Linked DNA regions of Mus musculus: all the other regions are linked to region 1. A link is a contact called in public ChIA-PET and HiChIP or PLAC-seq data. All regions are on one chromosome and are shown on one strand. The core of a region is the stretch at or near the end of the contact, and the rest is flanking DNA. Distances in the headings are between cores, read along the strand shown. Region 1 holds the start of Nfkbie (nuclear factor of kappa light polypeptide gene enhancer in B cells inhibitor, epsilon). Region 2 holds the start of Abcc10 (ATP-binding cassette, sub-family C (CFTR/MRP), member 10). Region 3 holds the start of Dlk2 (delta like non-canonical Notch ligand 2). Region 4 has its middle 38 kb from the start of Vegfa.

Region 1 (5,037 bases), core at 1,616-4,115:
CTGGGGCAGGAAAGCCAAGCAACAGAATAGCACCGACGGGGCTTCGTGAATCACTGCCAGGTGGAGCAGCCTGGAGCAGGAGAGGGCTAGGGTCAGAGCCCAGGTCAGAGGTGATAAGCTGGTGTCTTGGGGTTAGAAATGAATGCATCGACCTCTTAACTAGCTACCCACAACCAAGCAGGTGCAGGAAGTGAGAGTTTGGGCCAGGAAGTGAGGGGTTGATACAGGAAGCCAGGATTCTGGAGATGGGAGCTCCAAGCTCGGATGGCTGGACCCGTGGAGAGCCTTGGCTGGGGGTGGAACCTGTGGGCAGGGTGCTGACAGGACAAGGGCCTTCCTGTCCACCGTGCCCACACCCAGCTCCCTTCTGCCCCCAGGGCCCTGCCAGGCCAGCTGCAGCTCAAAGCTAAACCGAAAGCTGCCGGAGAAACACAGAGGGGGTTTCCAGGGCTGAGCTACCCACCTCCCCACAACAGGGAGGACAGGAGGAGGCCGATGTGGGGTTCCCCCAGCGACTCAATGTCACACACTCCAAGGAGCCAGCATGGCATTTGGAACTGCTGCCTTACCCACTAGTCAAGCGGGCCATTCCACACAAGCCATCATATGGGGTCTGGTCACAAACCCTCTCCTAGGTACAGCTCCAAGGGGGAGTTTGGTGCAGTGCAGAAAATGGGTTTGATGGGGCGGGGGTGGGGGGGCGTGATGGGAGTTGTAAGTTAGGGCCAACAGGGCAGTTGGGATGGGAAGTTCCAGTCTTGGGGTTTCCCCACATCAGGTGGGGAAAATGAAAGCCAGGGTTAAATGGTCTAGACCTGGACAGCTGCCTTGGGGGCAACTTGGCTAAAGGCCTGTCTGGGCTAGGGAGGGGGATACTTAGGCAGGAGGGGGGGGGCAAACTTTTGCTGTAGGCAGGCAGTAGAGGAGGCCAGGAGAGAGTGACGGAGGGAGGGAGGAACCACTGTGGAAATCCCCTCGGCCAGGGCCTGCTCTCTGGGTCACATTCCTGCAGCCACCTCCCTCTCTCCCTCAGTCTCCCCTCCTCCTGCCCACTTCCTTTTCCCACTTCCATACTTCCCACAGTCCAGCCACCTCCAAAGGAGGGAAGATGTCTGCTGGGGGCTGGGGGGGAGGGGGCTGATGCTTCTCCAGACACACTGGATCTGTCTCTAAGCAGAGTGTGTCAAGGCTGCATGCAGCACAGGGGCTAACCGTGGAGGGCGCGGTGGCCCGAGAAGCTGTGCACAGAGCTCCCAGAACTCTGAGGTCCTGGCCTAAGGGTTGTGACTGGCGCCTGAAATACAAAAGGCCTCTCTCCTGCTCACAGGATGGAGACTATCTTTGCTAGTACCCAACCAAGACCCCTACATCTCCAACAAGCAGGTCAGGACAGGTACCCCCTGCATCCCAGCGTCTCTCTCATCTAGCTAGCACTCCAGCTGCCCCTGCTCTAACACCCACAAAGCCCAGTCACCTCTTCTGCACTTGACACCTACACACTTGATAGCCTCACAGTCCAGCTGCACCTGATTCCAGCTGGACCTAAGGGAGAAAAGGGAGATCAAGAGATGGGACAGCAAGAAGAATTTGGGGAGCTCAGGAGGTAACTGTTGGGGAGGCTGAGGCCAAGCCATTACTTCCCTTTTCTCAGCAGAGGAGGAAGTGAGCTGGGGCAGCCAGCTGCCTATCCTGTTTGTTGGGGGCAAAAATTCTCAGTCTAGTCCCTCTTTTGGAACCACTTTCAAATGGGCATCCAGGTAGCACCGTTAATCCAGGCTTCCTGAGCTCAGATGACAACCTGTAATCCTGGTGTAGTCTTTTTTCCCCCCTCTGGTTAGGGTGTTCTGAAGTTAGGCATTGGTATCCCAAATATTGAGCAAACAGGGACATTCCTTCCCCCAACAAGAAAAACAAAAACTGAATTGGTTGCGGGGGAATTCCTCTTCCCAGGAGTGGGTCACTAGTAGATTTTCAAGACTGTGGCTGGTGTTCTAGGTTACAAGGGCACTGCTATCCTGTCCACTCCCAAAAGAGGTGATGATGTCTGGTTTTTGGTCTGAACCTGGCTACAGCTTAAAAGCAAGTTGCAAGTTAAGTTTGGAGTTTGGAGAAGGAGGCTGGCCCTTCCAGGGCAGGTGCTGTGAGGGTCTATCCTCTCGGGTGATGAAGTGGTGGTGGTAGCCCAGCCAGTTGCAGCTCGGAGGGGGGCTCTAACTGAACATCTTATCTCAGCCTAGCCAGTTTACTCACGTGTCTCCATCCTCAGAGATGTATGTGAGCGCCTCGAGTTGCTGAGGGCTCAGCACCCCCGCGGGGGGCAGCGGCGATCCTGGGGCGGGAGGGCTTGGATCCTTGGCTTCGGGTCTCTCCAGTAAGGGGAAGGATTCAGTGAGAGAGGAGGAGGCATAAGTGGAGTCCGCTCGCTCTCCATCCGCATCTTCTTTCTCTGGTTCCTTGTGGGTCTCCGGAGCATGTCTCCAAGGCTGTGGGCAGCCGCTTTGGGATGATCCGGAGCCTGGGGCCGCAGTAGGTTCAGGCAGGGAGCGTAGAGAGCGCAGCGACTCTATGCCAGAGTCACACTGGCTATCATCCGCCTCGTCCGGCCCCTTCCGCGCATCCGACATGCCGGCCGCGCCAGCCCGGGGTCCAGGGTCCAGCGGGATCTAACTCTGAGGTGTGCAAAAGCGAGCTTTTCCGGGTTTGTGTGACCGCCTAACAGAACCAGAGTCACTCTCCGAGCGGCTTCATTACCTGCCTGTGCAGGCGCGGGGAGCGGATGAGAAAAGCGAGAGGTCCAGGGCGCCGGCCAGGTCCACCGCAGCGGGTGCTTTGGGCAGCTGAACGGTCCCTAGTTAGGTCTTCTCTGTCGCCCCGCCCCCGGACCCAAGAAGTGGCCCGCAGCCACTGCCACGCCCACAGCCCCGCCCTCAAAGGAGCTTCCGGGTAGAGCCCCGCCCCTCCGGAATCCCCCTGTTTGCTGCTTGCGTAGGCAGGGAGTCTCTGGTTACCAGTCTTGACTCACTCCTGCGTGGATTGTTTCGCCCATTCATTCATTCACTCATTCTTCCCCTTCCCTTTTATTTCATTCACTAATTCCGTGCATTTGTTTGTTCCTTCTTTTTAGTTCCGTGGTGTCTTCATTCATTTATTCATTCAATTGTTTAAAAAGTGTATTTTTAAAAAACTTTTCTGCATAAACCGGCTACTTTGTGGGGAGTTTGTGTAGGTTGGTGGTGGTGGTGGGGTGTCTTAGCGTTTCTATTGCTGCAATGAAATACCCTGACCAAAAAGCAAATTGGGGAGAGAAGGTTTTATTCGGCTTATACTTCAAGATCATAATCCATTATCAAAGGAAGTCAGGACAAAACTGAAACAGGACATGATCCTGGAGGGAGAAGCTGATGCAGAGGCCATGGGGAGCGTCTTGCACACTGGCTTGCTCCCCATGGCTTGCTCAGCCTGCTTTCTTATAGAACCCAGGAATACCAGCCCAGGGATGGCATCATGCACAATGGGATGGGGTGGGCCTTCCCCATCAGTCACTAATTAAGAAAGAGGCTTACAGCTGGATCTTATGGAGGCATTTTAACCGAGGTTCCCTCTTTTCAGATGACGCTGGCTCCCATCAAGTTGCCTGACTAGCCAGCACAGATGGGGAAGGGGTGGTGATGGTGGCTCTGCTTGCTATCCTCTGCCTATTTTTTTCTCAACTTCTCTTGCCTTTTCACTTATTTTCAATCAGTGCTCAGGGGGATTGGTAAGAGAGAGTGCATCTATTATCTTCAGGGGAGCAGCTTTTCCCTGGGAAACCTTCATAGACAGTTCTGGGTCAACTCCCCTGATGATAGACTTGGCAGGAGGATGTGATCTGGGGAAGTGGGTTTTCTAGGGAGGACTTATCTCACAAGCCTTGGTGGTCATGGGGTTTCTTCTTCCTTGCAGGGTGTGCACTGGCCTTTGGTAGGTACAGGAGATGGCTGCCCCCAGCAGTCAAAGAAGTTTAGTTCCTCACAGTGGAGCCAGGGTGGGGAGGCCCCTGACACTACTGAAGTTTCCACCCTAGCCCTGAAGTCTTTCCCCTCCCTTCTTGCTTTTCTTCAACATGACTAGGGTTTGAGAGAACACCACCCACAGGCGATCCCTGAGATGGAGCATCTTGCTGCTCTTTTCTTGGGGCTAGCAATGCCCTTAGAAGACCATTGCCAACCATAGGAACAGCTTCATTGCATCCTTGGTACTGGGGGATGGGGGAGCTAGCAGAGATAGCTATTATGAGCCATTCTCTTCTGCCTCCCCCCCCAAAAAAACCTTATTTTCTTCATCCATTCACTCGTTTGCAAACATATGGAGCCACTCTTGAAAATGACCCAGGTTCAATTCCCAACATCCACAGGTGGGCTAACAACCATCTGAGATCTAATATGATGCCCTTTTCTGACCTCCACAGACACTAGATATGAACAGATGCAGGCAAGACACTTATACACATAAAATAAAAATAAAAAATAAATAACTCTTATTTATTTACCTTAGTTTGTCAAGACAGGGTTTCTCTGTGCGCTCTGGCTGTCCTGGAATCACTCTGTAGACCAGGCTGGTCTCGAACTCAGAGATCCACCTGCCTCTGTCTTCTGAGTGATGGGACTAAAGGTGTGTACCACCACTCCTTTAATAATAAAATTCCTTTAAATAAAATGTTTGAAAGTTTCTGGCAATCACAATGTAGAATGTTTGTCACATAGTAGGGCCAACTACTTATTCAGTGGGGAAAGAGACAGAGTTGGTTCAACTTGAGCTGGAGATGGCGAGGGAAAGAGTTGAGGAGAGCCTCCTCTCCTCCCAGGAGTCAATGCTGTGACCTTAGCCAAGATGTGTAACAGTGAGGACATGGAACCTGAGGAGACCACCCCCTGGAGCCAGGCAGGAGCCCCAGTGGAGGGAACAGGACACCAACCCAACTGCAAAACTTTCGACCTAAAATTTGGCCTGTCTAAAAGAATTGTAGAGACAAAGATGGAGCAGAGACTGAGGGAATGA
Region 2 (5,037 bases), core at 920-3,419, 770 kb before region 1:
CACACACACACACACACACACACACACACACACACGCATAAAATAAAAACAAATGAGTTTTTGTTTGTTTGGTTGGTTGATTTTTCGAGACAGGGTTTCTCTGTGTAGCTCTGATTGTCCTAGAACTCACTCTATAGACCTGGCTGGCCTCAAATTTAGAGAGCCACCTGTCTCTGTGTTCCATGTGCTAGGATCAAAGGTGTGAGCCACCACGGCCTGGCTAAAAACAAATTAAGTTTTTAAAAAGGAAAATAAATGTAGGCCGGGTGTGGTGGCACACGCCTTTAATTCCAGCACTTGGGAGGCAGAGGCAGGCAGATTTCTGAGTTTGAGGCCAGCCTGGTCTACAGAGTGAGTTCCAGGACAGCCAGGGTTACACAGAGAAACCCTGTCTCAAAAAACCAAATAAATAAATAAATGTAGAGCTTTTTATTGAGACCCAAGGGGAATCTTCACAATTACCTATGGAAGTACTTCTCTTCAGGGAGATCTTCATGTGAGTGGATATTGTGTATCCATGCCTCATCAATAAAGAAAAATGTTCTTCCCCTTGGAGGGGTTTAAGCCATGAATAAGAATTTGAATTCTCAGCCGGGTGTGGTGGCGCACGCCTTTAATCCCAGCACTTGGGAAGCAGAGGCTGGCGAATTTCTGAGTTCAAGGCTAGCCTGGTCTACAGAGTGAGTTCCAGGACAGCCAGGGCTACACAGAGAAACCCTGTCTTGAAAAACAAAAAACAACAAAAAAAAAGATTTTGAATTCATTTCTCTCCCTGTACCTTCTGTCTCTGTTGTCTAATATGTCATTTATCTGTGTACTGTGTGTATGATTAATAAGGGATATATATATATCAGAAAACATGGCATGTGAAAGGAATAAGGACTTTCTTCTAGAAATATTTTTAAATAAATTTAAACAGATTGAATACACAGTAGGGAAACAAGACAGGTACATAATTTTAAATGTCTCAAATCTTTAATTTGGTTTCAAGGTCTTCAGTTTCTGAAGGCAAATATTTTGGGGGGAAAAAAACCCAAACTATTCCCACAACACTGAACACTCTCATGAAGTCAGTACCAATATACACCTTGCAAACATAAAGCTAAAATGAAACTAATCTCATCGCGCTGCTAAAATTGGTGGGTCAGGGTCCGAACCAACATCTATCTGGATAACCAAAAGTTTCCGTTCTTCCCATCACTCTGAAATATTTAGGAATGACTAAGCAAAGCACGTGACCTGAACACTTTTTTTTTAAAGTTTATATGTATGTGTGTGCAGGTGCTTACAGAGACCAAGAAGGCCTTGGATCCCTGGAGCTGGAGCCTTCTTACACGGGTGCTGGAAATCAAATCCAGGTCCTGTGCAAGAGCAGGAAGCACTCTTCTTAATCTTTGAGCCACAGCTTTAGACATAAACATTTTAAGGCCTTGACATAAACATTTTAAATTATACAAATTTCACAATACTTGGGTTGGTATTATCATCTCAATCGAAAAAAAAAAAAGCCAAAAAAAAAAAAAACAAAAAACAAAAAACCAAGGCTCAAGTAAGTTGGATACTTTCAAGATCTTGTAGCCTTAGGATACAGGAATAGCCTTTTGTCCTCAAGCATTCCTCAGCGTGGCAGGCATGTTTGGATTTCCAGCTCTTTAAACGCTGTGCATTTGTCAACTAGTATGCAATAGGTAAGCGAGAGCGAGCGCTCCACGTGCCAGGGTCTTAATGAATTTGCACAAGGACAGGACTGGGTGGGTCACTGCGCAAGCCAAAAGACAGAAACGTGCGCAAACACCATCGCGCTCCCGGGACAGCTCCCCGAGGCAGAGCTGTACGCACGCGCAGAGGCTGGCACGCGTTAGAGCATCCTTACCCCCATGGGCGAAAATAACCAAAAACTGCGAACAGCACCCGTTAACAGGTCTTCCTGCCTCTAGAGGGCCCTAGCATCGTGGCGCAGCACCCTGACCTGGCAGCGCGTCCTTTCTCACCCACAAACACTTGAGATATTAAAACAGCTCAAAGGCGCTTAGGTTTCCAAGTGCGGGAGACAGGAGGGTGAACGTAAGTACCAGGATCTAGAAACTGGCCTGCCCCGGGGACAGCGACTTCCTCTCCAGCCCCGGAAGTACCTCAAGAATGGGCGGGCTCTAGCTCGAAGCGGAAGCAAGGGGCGGTCCCGCCTAGGGGGCGGGGATTCAGCGGGGGACTCAGTCCCCGAGCCTTGTCACTCTTGGCTTCCGCCCGGGTGAGGTGTCTATGGAGGGGCTCCTGGCCCAGCTGTGTGGCACGGACGCGGCGCGGCCGCTCCCGCTGTGGGAAGGGGACACGACGGGCCACTGCTTCACCCAGCTGGTGCTCAGCGCCCTTCCCCACGCGCTCCTCGCCGTCCTCAGTGCCTGCCACTTGGGCACCCCAAGGTGAGACTGCAACGAGGCACCAACTCACATCGCTCCCAGATGTCCCTGGGATTGCGAGGTCTCTGTAGGGCAGAAGCAGAATAAAAGCTGACTGTTCGCACTCAGTTGAGCAAGCCACCTACCTTCTCGGAGTCTCCGCAGTTTTGAGCGGGTTCAATGACACAAGGCGTTTAAACACCGAGTGCGGCGCCTGTCATATCCTTAAAGTTGCCAATGCATCTCTCTTGCAGAGTTTTAAATGTCCTAGTGGAGCTGCCATGAATTGGAGGCAAACTTAGATAAACGTTTTAGCAAAAAAAAAAAAAAAAAAAAAAAAAAAGGATGCTTGTATAGGGCCAGTGGCACGCCACTTCCATCCAGCAAGCCCTGCTATCCCTAGGCTAAAAGCCCATGTAGACTCTGCTGGAGAGAAGCTGTAGGAAGAAGAGTAACGAAATCAAAATCTTAGAACTAACTTGGCTTTGTGTTGTGAGGTGTTGGTGCTACACTCGCCTTGATTTTATATTTAGTTCTTGGATGGCCAAGTTAAGTCCTTCTGTCCCTTTTGCAGAATGAAGCAAAAGCCTAGAAGAGGTTAGTACAGACACCCACAGCAAGCCTGCTCAGGTCAGGCATGTGAAGCCTTTAATCCCAACTCTTGGGAGACAGAGGCAGGTGGATGGATGCCTGTGAGTCCAAGGCCAGCCTGGTCTACAAAGTGAGTTCCAGGCCAGGCAGGGCTAATAAGAGAGCGCCTGTCAAAAAAAAAAAAAAAAAAAAAAAGGGGTGGTCTAGTCTAAGCTTTTCTAGAGGCAGAGGGATCTCAGCTTGGGCCACATGAGAGGGAACAAAAGGAACTAAAGTGTCTAGTTTATAGATAAACATTTTTTAGGACTGCAAAGAGCTTAACAGACTCAGTTGAGTTGTTTTGTGTTGTTGAAATAGGGTGTCATTCTGTATGCCCGGCCTAGAACTCAAGGAGATCTGCCTGCTCCTGCCTTCTAAGTACTGGGATTAAAGAAATATGGCTCCAGCCTCACCCTCTGCTTTTTTGATCAGTTGGTTGATTGATTTTGCCCAACTGTATGACTGTGCACCACTTGGGTGCAATGCCTGAGGAGGCCAGAGGGGAGGGCATCAGATCCCCTGGAATTGGAGTTTCAGACAGCCATGAGCTGCCATGTGAGTGCTGGGAACTGAACCCTTGGTCCTCTGTAAGAGCAGCCAGTGCTCTTAACTGCCCGGCTGTCTCTCTAGCCCCAATTTCATTCTTTTTAAAAATACTGGAAGAGTTTTATGCATAAGAGTGTTCGACAGCAATTATTCATATGTGCTACATGCATGTCGGGTAAAAGATGGCATTGGGTGCCCTGGAACTAGTGTTACAGAGGACAGTGAGCTATCATATGGGTGCTCGGAACTGACCTCAGATCCTCTGCAAGAACATCTCTACCAACCCAGTTTTCTTTTATGTGAACTTGGAAATGCATTCTGATAGTCACTGCTATAACTTTTTTCTCTTTGATTTTTTTTTTTTTTGTAAGACAAAGCTTTGCTATGTAGCCTTGGAAATCTTTTGCATCTCCACCCTACCTGGTCCTGGGATGACAAGTCTGTACCGTCACGACTGACCCTGTGTTTGATTCTCTTTGAGGGGAGAAGGGTGTTGAGATGAGGTATTAAATAGCCCAAATTTGGCTTGAGTTTATGGCCCTCCTGACCCAGCTCCCAACTGCTGATGTTACAGGTGTACTCCACCACACCCAGCCTATATTTGAGATATTTGAGGGTTCCCCCCTCCCCGCCCAGGATCTTACTATATAGCACTGGCTGGCCTAGACCTTGCTAAGTAGACCAGGCTGACCTTGAACTCACAGAGTTCAAACTGACCACTTGCTTCTGCCTCACTAGTGCTGTGATTAAAGGCTGTTTCCATTGTTCAAGTGTATTGTGTGTGTGTGTCCACAAATGCCTGTGGAGTTCAGAAGAGGATAGAGGAGCCTCTGGAGCTGGAGTTGTAGGCAGTTGTGAGCTTTCTGACATGGCTGCTAGGAACTGAACTCAGCTGTCCTTGAGCAGCGAGTGCTCTTAACTACTGAGCCATCTCTCCAGCCCCTGTGTTTGTTTTTTTTTCCCAGACAGGATTTCTCTGTGTAGCCAGACTATTCCTGGAACTCACTCTGTAGACCAGGCTGGAATCAAACTCAAAGATCCACCTGCCTCTGCCTCCCAAGTGCTGGGATTAAAGACGCGCGCCAACACAGCCCGGCTTGGTTTCTTGTTTTTGATTCTTAATGTAAACCTTTTGTTGTGGCAGTTGTTGTTTATGAAAAACAGTTGTGATGTTAAGAGGAAATAGGCAGAACTGAAAGAAGTTCCTCTTGAGCTGAGAGGTCACACAGTGATGTACACCACTTCTTACAATTAGGGAAAAGACAGGAGTAGAATATTCTGAGACTTTTTTAAATGTAGGTTCTCCTGTTACAGGACAAGAGCTGCAGGTAAGTAAATGTTTCCCTAGGAGGTTTCAGGTGACTTTCAGGCACTCTCTTGTGGACCCTTTTTATAAAAAGTGTGTATCTTTGTGTAAAATTCGTGGGTTTTTCTCATTGGAATCTTCACAGTACATACAACCTTA
Region 3 (5,037 bases), core at 1,000-3,499, 740 kb before region 1:
AACTCAGAACCTTCGGAAGAGCAGTCAGTGCTCTTAACCGCTGAGCCATCTCTCCAGCCCCCGCCCCCCCTTTTTTTTGAGTATTCTTAAATAAAACAATGTCTGTAATTCTGGTGCCATTCCTGGAATGTCTGGTTGTGCACATTGGAAAGAGTGACCTTCTTCCCTTCAGACTCCGGAATGAGTGGCTGGGTTGTTTTGTTGTGAGGCAGGTGTTCTGTTTGTCTCAAGTAGACAAGGCTAGCTTGGAATCCTGATCTTTCTAGCATCACTTCGCAGTCGCTAAAATCACAGGTATGGGCCACCATACCAGCTCTATGATTTTTTGTTGTATTGTTTTTCGAGGCAAGGTTCCTCTGTATAGACTTGGCAATCCTAGAACTCTCACTCTGTAGACCAGGCTGGCCTCAAACTCAGAGATTGCTTTGCCTCTGCCTCCCAAGCGCTGGGATTAAAGGCGTGCGCCACCACCGCCCGGCCAGCTTAATTTTTATAAGCCCACTGAGGATGTCTAGTCTCAAGTACCCCAGCTCCATGCCAAGTATCTGCCCTCGCCAGCTCCCTTCTCATGTCCAAACCCTTCTCTGCCCCAGAATTTGCCCAGTCTGCCGAGGTGAGTCAATGATGGAATTCTCCAAGAAGCAGACCCCTCCCCCTACAGTCCCCCTCCCCCTGCAGCTCCCCTTCCCCGGGTCACCTCTCCCTGGAGCCCTCTCCCCTTGCAGCTATTCTCTCTCTGCAGCCCCCCTCCCCCTGTAGCCCCCTCCCCTGCAGCCCCCTCTTCCTACAGCCCTCCCTCCCCCTGGAGCTACCCTACCCCTGCAGCCCTTCTCTTCCGTTTCCTCTTTACTGTGGCTCTCAGTCCCTAAACTCTCAAGCTTCAGATGACTCTATGGCATCTTGAGGGACAGAAGCCCTTGAGAGAATAAAGAGTTGGTTATTCAAGCTCTTAAAGTAAGAAGCAAAAAGAGATACGGGGAGAGGAGAGGAGGGGAGGGGAGGGGACTGGTCATCCTGTTATGTATAAACAAACAAACACACACACACACACACACAATAGGGTCTTAAGCGCCTAGATACTGTTGCGGGTTTTTGACATGCTCTCGGTGTAAAGGACCAAAAAGTGGGGAGGAAAGGATTTGAGGCACGTGTGCCGCTTAAGTACCTGCAGGAGCCGTCAGGAGCGCAGCAGCCGTGGGCCAGGTCACAGTGGGAGCTGCAGTCATCCGCTGAAAGAGATTGGTGTAGTGGGTGTGAGTCTGGGTCCGAGTCTGACTTCCCAGGCGCGGGACTTGGCAGAGGTTTCAGTAGTCAGATGGACTCATGGGCACGGACGAGCGTCCCATTCCAAAGAGAGCACTTATAGATCTCTCCCTATGGAACGGAGCGGTTGCAGTGCCGTCTCTAGCCAGCAGAGGTCAACGTGCCAGCGAGGACGGCTGAGGAGAGCCGGGACCCAATCCCTGGGGCAGGCTCACCTCTGGCAGGCTGGCTGGTTGCCCCCAGGATGCACAGCAGGCACACGAGATTTAGGCAGCGGCAGCCGCTGGGCATGGTCAGTTCCGGCCTCAGGAGGGACGGACGGATGAACGGCCAGACGTGTAGACACCTGTGGGATGGCACGGGCTGGGAAGCGGCTTGACGCGGAGATAGCGGCACTGATACTGGTTCCAAGTGACAGGAGCAGGAGAAGGAGAGGGACTCCCCGGGTGGGGAGTGGAAGGGCGGGCGAGAGAAAGGGTTGAGCAGGCGAAGGGACTGGAGGCAGGAACCCACTAGCCAGGTCTGCGGGAAAGAGGCCAAAGGATGGGCAGCAGCGAGCGTGGCCACCGCGCGGGAACAGCCAGAGCTGCGATCGCGATCCAGGTGGAGGGGTCAATAGAGATGGGGACAAGCGCGGAAAGGCGAGCGCGACGGGACGTGGGGGCTGGGGCGTGGGGAGGAGCGGCTCCCAGTTCCTAGATGCAAGAGATCTCCTCCCGGGTCCTCCGACATCCACCCACCTAGGCCTGGCTCTCACAGCCCCCCAACCCCGCTCGCTCCGCCTCGCTTCGGCCTGAGGTCCCCACCGAGGGACCGCGTCCTCCTAGCTTCTCACCTCCGGCTGGGAGGCGACGCGTCCCCGGGGCGCAGAGTCAAACCGGATCCGACGGACTGGGCCGGGGGGCGGGAGGGGGGCCGCCCCTAGCTGGCCGCGGGGCTCGGCACCGAAGTAGCTGCCATGCCAGCCGAGCACTCGGGAATCTGGGGCTGCAGGCGACCCCGAGCGGCGGCAGCGGCTCCTCGCGCGCGCTCGGCCCCCTGCCAGGGGCGGCGTGTGCCGGCGGAGCCCGCCTCTCCCCTCCCGCCGCCGCGGCCCGCCCCGCACCGACTGCGCCCCGCGCCCACCCCCGCTGCGCACGGCCACACCTCGCGCTGCCACTCGGCCCTGGCACCCCCCAGCGCTCTTCGCCCCTCCCTTCGCGGCCCCCAGCCCCCTTGCTTCGCTTTCTTCCTCCGAAATTAGAAAATCAAAGGAGCTGAACTGGGCATACACCGTAAAGCGCGGGCCGAAGGTGCGCGCCCTGCTGTCTTCCCATTTTCTTGCCCACCCCACCTCAACCGCTCGCCCCACTCTGCCCCTCACCCACGCCCGACTCTGCACGCCCCTGTCTACCGCGCATCGTGATTTTCATTAGCCTTTCCCGGCTCTCCTGTTTTAGCCCGAGCACACTGAAGCCATGCTTGCTGCCACCTTCCTCCTGTCACCAGCCCACGCCTCCCCGGCTTGCAGAGCCTTCGTCACTGGCTTCGTAGGTCAGCGCCTGCTCTCTGTGGGCTTCTTTCTTTCTTCGCTACCTCTTTCAGGATGGACCATATCTACATAAATACCATCCCAGCGTACCCGCTGTTCTTTCCTCCCATCTGCTCCCAGTTTTCACAGCCCGTTCCTTTCCAAGCCCACCTTTGGGTAGCCTGCCTAGATCATACACTGCCTATTGGTGTTGCCCCACAAGTTCCTGCCACTGAACATCCCCACATCCGTTCACAGCTCCACATCTCGGAATGAGAGTTTTGTATTGAGAGAGGGTGGGGAGAATTGCCCTTGTAGGTCTCTTTACCCCTCAGAGCCAATGAGTCAAAAAAACCCAAAGAAGATAAAGACCCCAATATGTGTATTTGTTGGTGTTTGGTGTTTGGTTGGGTAACTGTGCAGAGGGGAAGGCTGCCCACAGTCTCTAGGTCTTCCTATGGAACTTCCTATCTTTAAGTTGGAAGGTGACTTCCTTAACTGCACAGACTGGCTTCTTGCTGCAGAGACTCGAGGGACAGGGCAGTGCCCACCGCCTACACCTGACAACACCCACGCCCAATCTCAGCTCAATAGCTGACTTCCTCTTGCCCCCCCCAGGGGGGGCACTCTCTGGGTTTGAGTCACCGAGTGGGCTTCTAGCGTTCATTTCTTTTGTTCTAAGTTGGGTTGTTGTTTTCTTTTAGCAAAAATTGCAAACCCAGAGCATCAACAATTCGTGTAGAAAATGTAAGGCTGGTATGCTAGCACAACATGACTAGTAAGTCACCTTTTTGAAGTCTAAAGGATCCCAAAATATGAGGATTTCAAGATGAAAGCATCCTGGTCTACATAAGTTCTCTCTCTCTCTCTCTCTCTCTCTCTCTCTCTCTCTCTCTCTCTCTCTCTGTAAGAAACACAGAGTGAGGAGGTGAGGGAGAGAAACAGTGGACCCCAATGTTAGCAATAGCTCTGTCTGTGTGATGAGATGATAGACTCAGCACTCTCCGGATGATGAGATGATAGAGTCATGGCTCTCTGGGTGATGAGATGATAGAGTCGTGGCTCTCCAGGTGATGAGATGATAGAATCATGGCTCTCCGGGTGATGAGATGATAGAGTCATGGCTCTCCAGCTGATGAGATGATAGAACCTTTGCCTGTGATTGAGTTTTTCCTTCCCTTTCTTTCAACAAGGTCTCAAGTAGCCCAGGCAAGTCTGGAACTTACCATGTAGCTAAGGATAACTTTTGAATTCCTGACCCTCCTTAGTGTCAAAATTACAGCTATGCATTTACCACACCTGGCTAAGATTTTTTTCTCATTAATACTTTGTATCATCTCTGTTTTTCTCACAATGAACATGCATAACATTCTAAAAACTGAAGTATATAATATATACTATTTATATGGCTAATACTTATATTTATACATATATTCATACTTTTTGAAATAAAGGAAAGGAAGAAATAAATCAATCAAGGCAAGTAAAGATTCTATATTAGTTCATATATATTACTTTTTTGTGTCATAAATTCATTCAACAAATAGGTGTTGAGCACATACATGCTTGTGCCAGGTGACAGATGCCATTCCAGGCACTGGAAATAGAGATTCCTGAGAAATGGCACCTTCATTCCCACTCCCCCATCCTCCCAATGCTGGAGACAATTCCAGATCTGCATACACAGAAGGCAAACACTCTGCTGGTGGAGCCACATCGCTTTCACTGCTGAGTGACTGAGCTGAAGACGTGAGCAAGGAACAGCCCCAGTTCATTGATGGAATATATTAAAATTCACTGATACAACTCTGAAGCTTGTGCAGAGTCTGCAGTTGACACATCACCTGCCTCCCCCTCGTTCTCTGAAGATTTCAGCTGCTTGCTCGCTGTCACTCTCTTCCTTTGCCTCTAAGTCTTACTGACTCTTTGCCTCTCTGGGGGCCTGGGAACTGTTTCAGGCTCTTGATGACTGTGCATGCGACAGACACAGTTCCCTGACATGGCTGGTAGGTAGTTTGTAAGGATGGCCACTACATTACTTCCTGTCCCCTTCCAGTGACTTGGCTGCTCCTCAGTAGCAGGTGAGTCCCTTACATTTAGGCTGACCTCTGTGGCTCACTTTGACTAATAGAATGTAATGTCACTGACCCATGTGAACTTCTGTCATCTAGGTCTTGGGAGCTGCCCTTGGTCCTCCTAGAATCCTTCCAACATCAACTAAAGAAGCCTGTGCTAAGATCAGGCACAGTGGTGCACACCTTTAA
Region 4 (5,037 bases), core at 1,338-3,837, 510 kb before region 1:
AGGTGCTGACGTAGAACAACCAGAACACCTGAGATGGCACTCTCGGTGTGTCAACCCTCACATACACACAGCCAGGCAGACAAGAAAGCTGTCAGAGCAAACAGAAGCCCAGAGAGGGTAGGTACTGAGCTCAAATGTAAATGGCAGACGTAGTCTAGCCACATCTATCTTAGCATCCTCAAATATGAGCCTGAGGGTCTGGGTCATAAAAACAGAGATCTACTTATGTCCTCATGTGCTCCACATCTGTCTCCCAGATGGCTCAGAACACTGCTGGATGGATGGGATGATGCCGTGTAGATGTCATGGGTAGGGACTTCATCTTATTCACATCCCCCAAGCCCCCACTGATGCTTTAGAGGCTTTAGAGAAATGTTTCTGGAAAGGAGGCGCCTTTCGGGAGCCACTGAGATGGCTCAGTGGGTGAAGGGGGCTTGCCACCCAGCCTGACGACCTGGGTTCAGTTCCTGGAACCCACACAGTAGAGGAGAGAACTGATTCCTGCAAATTAACCTCTGATCTCCATCCATGTGCTGTGACACGAATGCTTTCATACATGTGCACACATATATACAATAAATCAAGATGAAAAGAGTATTAAGAAAAAAAAAAAGGAATGATCCATTGGGTGGAGATGTCCCCAGGGCTTGGTTTGGGATTGTTCATTATCTGCTCCACAAGACCTGGCTCAGTCACAGTGTACGTAGGCTCTGGGAACCAGTGCCAGGCCTTCAGCCAGGGGAGACGGGGAAGAATTCTCTACAGTCTGGGTTGCTGCCTCTGTGTAGACTGTGGGCACAAGGTAGTTACCTGGGAGGAAAGGATGAGAGAAAGATTGGAAACTAAGTAGCTCCTGGAGGTGAATAATTTCTTTGTATCCAAATGCAGGCAACAGAAACCAGAAACAGAGCGCCTGTGTGTGGCCTAGAGGAGTGCTCAGTGCGTCTTTAGTGAGTCATCACAGGAGGGACTCAAGGAGCTGAAGTTCCTTGAAGGAAGGCCCAGGCCATAATTTCTGTTGTCATTTTAGCCCTTAGCAATGGTCCAGAGCAGGATCTGATATGTTTGATAACTGACTCTCTGACAGAGCAAACAAATTAGCACTAAGGTGCATGATAGTGGACAGAAAGAGTAGTCATAGAAAATAGCCCGAAGCTCTGGCAGACCAGACCAGTGAGGCAGAGTTCAAGGCTGGACCCAGGAGCAGATGTCAGAGAAGTAAGACAAGCGCCTGGCTAAGACGCGGAGCTGGACTCCCACAATGCTTTGTAGAGGATCTTTTGGGACACCTGTGTTTATGGGTCACTTATATGTTCGAGTCTTTTCTGAGCTTTGTTTTTTGTTTTTTGTTTTTTAGGTTTTGTTTTTGTTTTTGTTTTTTGAGACACGGTTTCTCTAGGTAGCCTTGGCTGTCCTGGAACTCACTCTGTATACCAAGCTGGCCTTGGACTCAGAGATCCACCTGCTTCTGCCTCCTGAGTGCCAAGGTAAAGGCGTGCATCACCACTACCAGGCCTCTTCTGAGCTCTTTACCCAGATCGTGTCTTTATCTTTCCAGAAACACACAAAACATCTGTACCGTTCCCCCAGTGTTAAAGAAGACAGCCCAAAGCCAGGCGTGATGATGCACGCCTTTAATCCCAGCACTTGGGAGGCAGAGGCAGGCGAATTTCTGAGTTCGAGGCCAGCCTGGTCTACAGGGTCTACAGAGTGAGTTCCAGGACAGCCAGGGCTACACAGAGAAACCCTGTCTCGAAAACAAAAACAAAAACAAAAACAAAAACAAAAACAAAAACAAAAACAAAAACCAAACCAAACCAAACCAAAACAAAACAAAACAAAACAAAACAAAAGGCAGTCCAAGACACAGGTTGTGTGGACTGCCTGAGGTTACATAGAGCAAAAAGCAAGCACAGAGTTGTACTGGCTCTCTGGGAAGAGCAATAGCTACTCGCTGTGTGCAGTGTGCATAGGGAAACGGGCTTAGTGTTTGGGTCTTGCTCTGGATGAGTTCCCTCTTCTGGCTGCTTCATTTTTAAGACAAGGAACAGAAATTGAATATATCATCATCATCATCATCACCATCACATCGTCGTCATCGTCATTGTCGTTGTATATTCATACACAATGTCATGGTGATGCATGTAAGAAGGCAGAGGGAAAAATTCAAGAGTTGGTTCTCTGTTTCCATCCTGGGAGTTCTGGGGGTCAAACTCAGGTTGTCAGCCTGGGGCAGGCAAGCGCCTTTACCCATTGAGCCATCTCTGCATTTGCTATGCCGGGAGACTGAAGTCAGGGGGCTCTGCAAGTTGCTAAGGACGACCGACCGAACTCTGCTGATGGGAGGGATTTTCCTGCTCATCATCATGAATCAGCAGCAACCTCGCAGTGATCTGCAGCCTGATCATCCCCTGACCTGGCTCGTGGCCACTGACACGCCAGGCAGGGCCAAAGCCAAGGAACCCTTGTGCAAACAGACTTGGGCTAACTAGTCTTTGGGTCTGGCCTCCCCTTATCTCCCATTTCTATTTCTCTCTCCTAAGCCTTGACTCACCTCCAGCTCCATCTTTTCTTTCTTAATTGTTGCGACAGTCTCTCTTGTAGGCCTCCCAGCCTCTGGGCTTTCTCTCTCCCCACAGTGACTAACTCGCTTAACACATACATAAAGCAAAACTTGTAAATCAGTATTGCTCTCCTGCCCTTATGCCAAGCAGGGACTCTTTTTTTGGGAAAGGCCTGGATAAAGGGGTCCCTGGAAACACCTGTTTCCCAGCAGCTCCAGGGCTTTCTAGGCAGCCCCGGGGCTGCTTTTCCTGTACCAGGGAGTGTTTTTGTGTCTGGCATTTGCCCGAGCTGTTCCCTCTGCCTCCCAGGCATCCATCAGCACAGTGAGTGCCTCCTCATCCCTTTGACCCCTCGGGGTGGGGTGGGGGACAAAACACAAAACAAACAAACAAACAAAACCCCAGTATGAGTCCCTTTCCCGGGGTTACAAAAGTGATGTGTGTTCATTGTAAACAGGACAAACAGTATAGCATGCACTAGGGAATGACGGGACAAGGTTCCCTCCTCCCATCGCTTCAACAGCTGGAGACAACCGGCAGAGCGCCACTATTATAGCTGTGAACGGGCTTCTGTGCGTGGATACTCATACGCCTTTAAATACATGTAAATACACGCATAGTCACAAAAATTAGGGTCACCATGCTTCTTGGTAACTTGCTTTTTTTCCCCCCCTAAATGAAACATTTTGACATCTTTTCCTGTAGATTTACAAGGTAATTTTTCAGTCTTCAAAACACAATTCCAATCCCAGGGTTTGCTGTTCTGGAGGTGTCTCTGGGGTGCCCCTCCTCCCCAGATACTTCCCTCTGTGCCCTTCTACCAAAGAAATACCTTTTTTTTTAATTTACTTTTATTTTTGTTTATTTTTGTTTATTTTTTTCAACACAGGATTTCTCTGTGAAGCCCTGGATGTTCCTGAAACTAGCTCTTTAGACCAGGCTGGACTTGAACTCAGAAATCTGCCTACCTCTGCCTCCAAGTGCTGGGACTAAAGGTATGTGCCACCACTGTCTGGCTACTTTTTATTTTTAATTATTTTTTTGATCTTATATGTATGAATATTTTACCTGTGTGTGTTTATGTGCACCACATCTGTGCCTGGCGCCCTCAGTGGTCAGAAGAGAGTGTCAGATCCCCTGAAACTGCTGGGAACTGAGCACAGGTGCTTTAGAAGAGTAGCCAGTGCGTGCTTTTAATTACTGAGTTAACTCTCTAGGTCCTCTACCTTTGAAACTTTCCCCAGTAGTCAGATGGTTCTTTGATCTAAAAGGCAACTGTCTCAGATAGTATTACAAACCACGAATGGGGGAATAAAATATCAAAAGATGTAATCTGTAAACATAAGAAAGTAAAAGGGGAGGGATAGATAAGTGGAGGAAGAGAGTATGAGTATGCAGTTGAAGCTAAACTGATATTATGAAAACAAACTTGTTACAAATTAGGGTAATTGAAACTCCAGGGTAACCATTAAGAAAACAAGTTAAAAATATAAAAAGAGCTGGGCAGTGGTGGGGCACGCCTTTAATCCCAGCACTTGGGGGGCAGAGGCAGGCGGATTTCTGAGTTAGAGGCCAGCCTAGTCTACAGAGTGAGTTCCAGGACAGCCAGGGCGATACAGTGAAACCCTGTCTTGAAAACAAACAAACAAACAAAAAACTTACCTCATCCTCTGTGTTTTATTATAGCCACAGAAATTGCATTGAAACAACTATGAGCCAATCAGAACAGACAAATAGAGAGCACTCCACTGGACAGCCACAAAACAAACATTCTTCTTATGCGTGTGTGTGCACCATTCTCCAGGAAGCTTCCTATACCGGACCAGAAGGTACATCTTACCTTTCAAACACATTAACTACTTCCCAGCTACAATGTGGAGCACTGGAAATCAATGACAAGGAGAATTGAAAGAAATATCGACATTAAATTCTGTAGAGTTCACACTCTTTGTTTTTAAATAAGATTTTTCCTGGGCTGGCTCCACACCCACCCTTCCCTCCAGCCACCTCCTGAACGTACGTACGCCACTTTTATTTTTGGGACAGGTCTCACTGCAGTGCAGGCTGACCTTGAACTTGAACTGATCCTCTTGCCTCAGGATCTCTAGTGCTGGTCCTACAGGCATGAACCATCGTATTCAAGTCCAAATCTACATTCTTAAGTGATCAATAAGCCATCGAATAAACCACGGGGCTAATAAAGCTCTGAGACAAATGAAAATGAAGACAGAATGTGCCAAAGCTTATAGGACACATCAAGCTCATATATATGTGTGTGTGTGTGTGTGTGTGTATATATATATATATATATATATATATGTGTGTGTGTGTGTGTGTGTGTGTGTGTGTGTATGTATATATATATGCATATACATACATACACACATATGTGCATATACATACCCCAAGTCAGTCGTCTAGCCATATAGCTTTAGAAACAAGAAATAGAAAAGCAGTGTAACCTCCAAGCTAA

The links. ChIA-PET counts read pairs in DNA pulled down with a chosen protein or histone mark. HiChIP or PLAC-seq counts read pairs in DNA pulled down with a chosen protein or histone mark.
Region 2: a contact with region 1 is called in an RNA polymerase II ChIA-PET map of memory CD8 T cells, with 10 read pairs. The contact joins the promoter of Abcc10 here to the promoter of Nfkbie in region 1. A contact is called at or near these places in 8 of 39 promoter capture datasets (the HPC-7 cell line, cranial neural crest, fetal liver and 4 more), 1 of 484 Hi-C or Micro-C datasets (B cells) and 3 of 115 datasets of contacts at active chromatin or transcription factors (large pre-B cells, memory CD8 T cells and pancreatic cancer cells).
Region 3: a contact with region 1 is called in a FOXA1 HiChIP or PLAC-seq map of pancreatic cancer cells. The contact joins the promoter of Dlk2 here to the promoter of Nfkbie in region 1. A contact is called at or near these places in 2 of 39 promoter capture datasets (the 3T3-L1 cell line and liver) and 3 of 115 datasets of contacts at active chromatin or transcription factors (bone marrow-derived macrophages, large pre-B cells and pancreatic cancer cells).
Region 4: a contact with region 1 is called in a FOXA1 HiChIP or PLAC-seq map of pancreatic cancer cells. The contact joins the enhancer-like site here to the promoter of Nfkbie in region 1. A contact is called at or near these places in 5 of 39 promoter capture datasets (the SN4741 cell line, cranial neural crest, liver and 1 more) and 2 of 115 datasets of contacts at active chromatin or transcription factors (bone marrow-derived dendritic cells and pancreatic cancer cells).

The regions. Positions count from the first base shown.
Region 1 is chr17:45,553,528-45,558,564 of GRCm38.p6, reverse strand. Nfkbie (nuclear factor of kappa light polypeptide gene enhancer in B cells inhibitor, epsilon) reads right to left here and starts at 2,865. Exons shown (of 6, transcript NM_008690.4): 1 at 2,251-2,865; 2 at 1-70. The coding sequence starts at 2,624.
Region 2 is chr17:46,325,155-46,330,191 of GRCm38.p6, reverse strand. It overlaps Abcc10 (ATP-binding cassette, sub-family C (CFTR/MRP), member 10), which reads left to right and starts at 2,169. Exons shown (of 21, transcript NM_170680.2): 1 at 2,169-2,420. The coding sequence starts at 2,260.
Region 3 is chr17:46,295,140-46,300,176 of GRCm38.p6, reverse strand. It overlaps Dlk2 (delta like non-canonical Notch ligand 2), which reads right to left and starts at 2,249. Exons shown (of 6, transcript NM_001286013.1): 1 at 2,099-2,249; 2 at 1,479-1,609; 3 at 1,166-1,229. The coding sequence starts at 1,554. It overlaps Gm41588 (a long non-coding RNA gene), which reads right to left and starts at 1,159. Exons shown (of 2, transcript XR_876844.1): 1 at 818-1,159; 2 at 87-734.
Region 4 is chr17:46,067,646-46,072,682 of GRCm38.p6, reverse strand. No RefSeq gene overlaps it. Among named protein-coding and RNA genes, the nearest start is that of Vegfa, 38 kb to the right of the region's middle. Within about 2 kb of position 2,587, at least 47 of the 459 cell types and tissues checked have an H3K27ac peak or open chromatin away from gene starts, as enhancers often do. A contact at or near this core is called in pancreatic cancer cells, where this site is marked.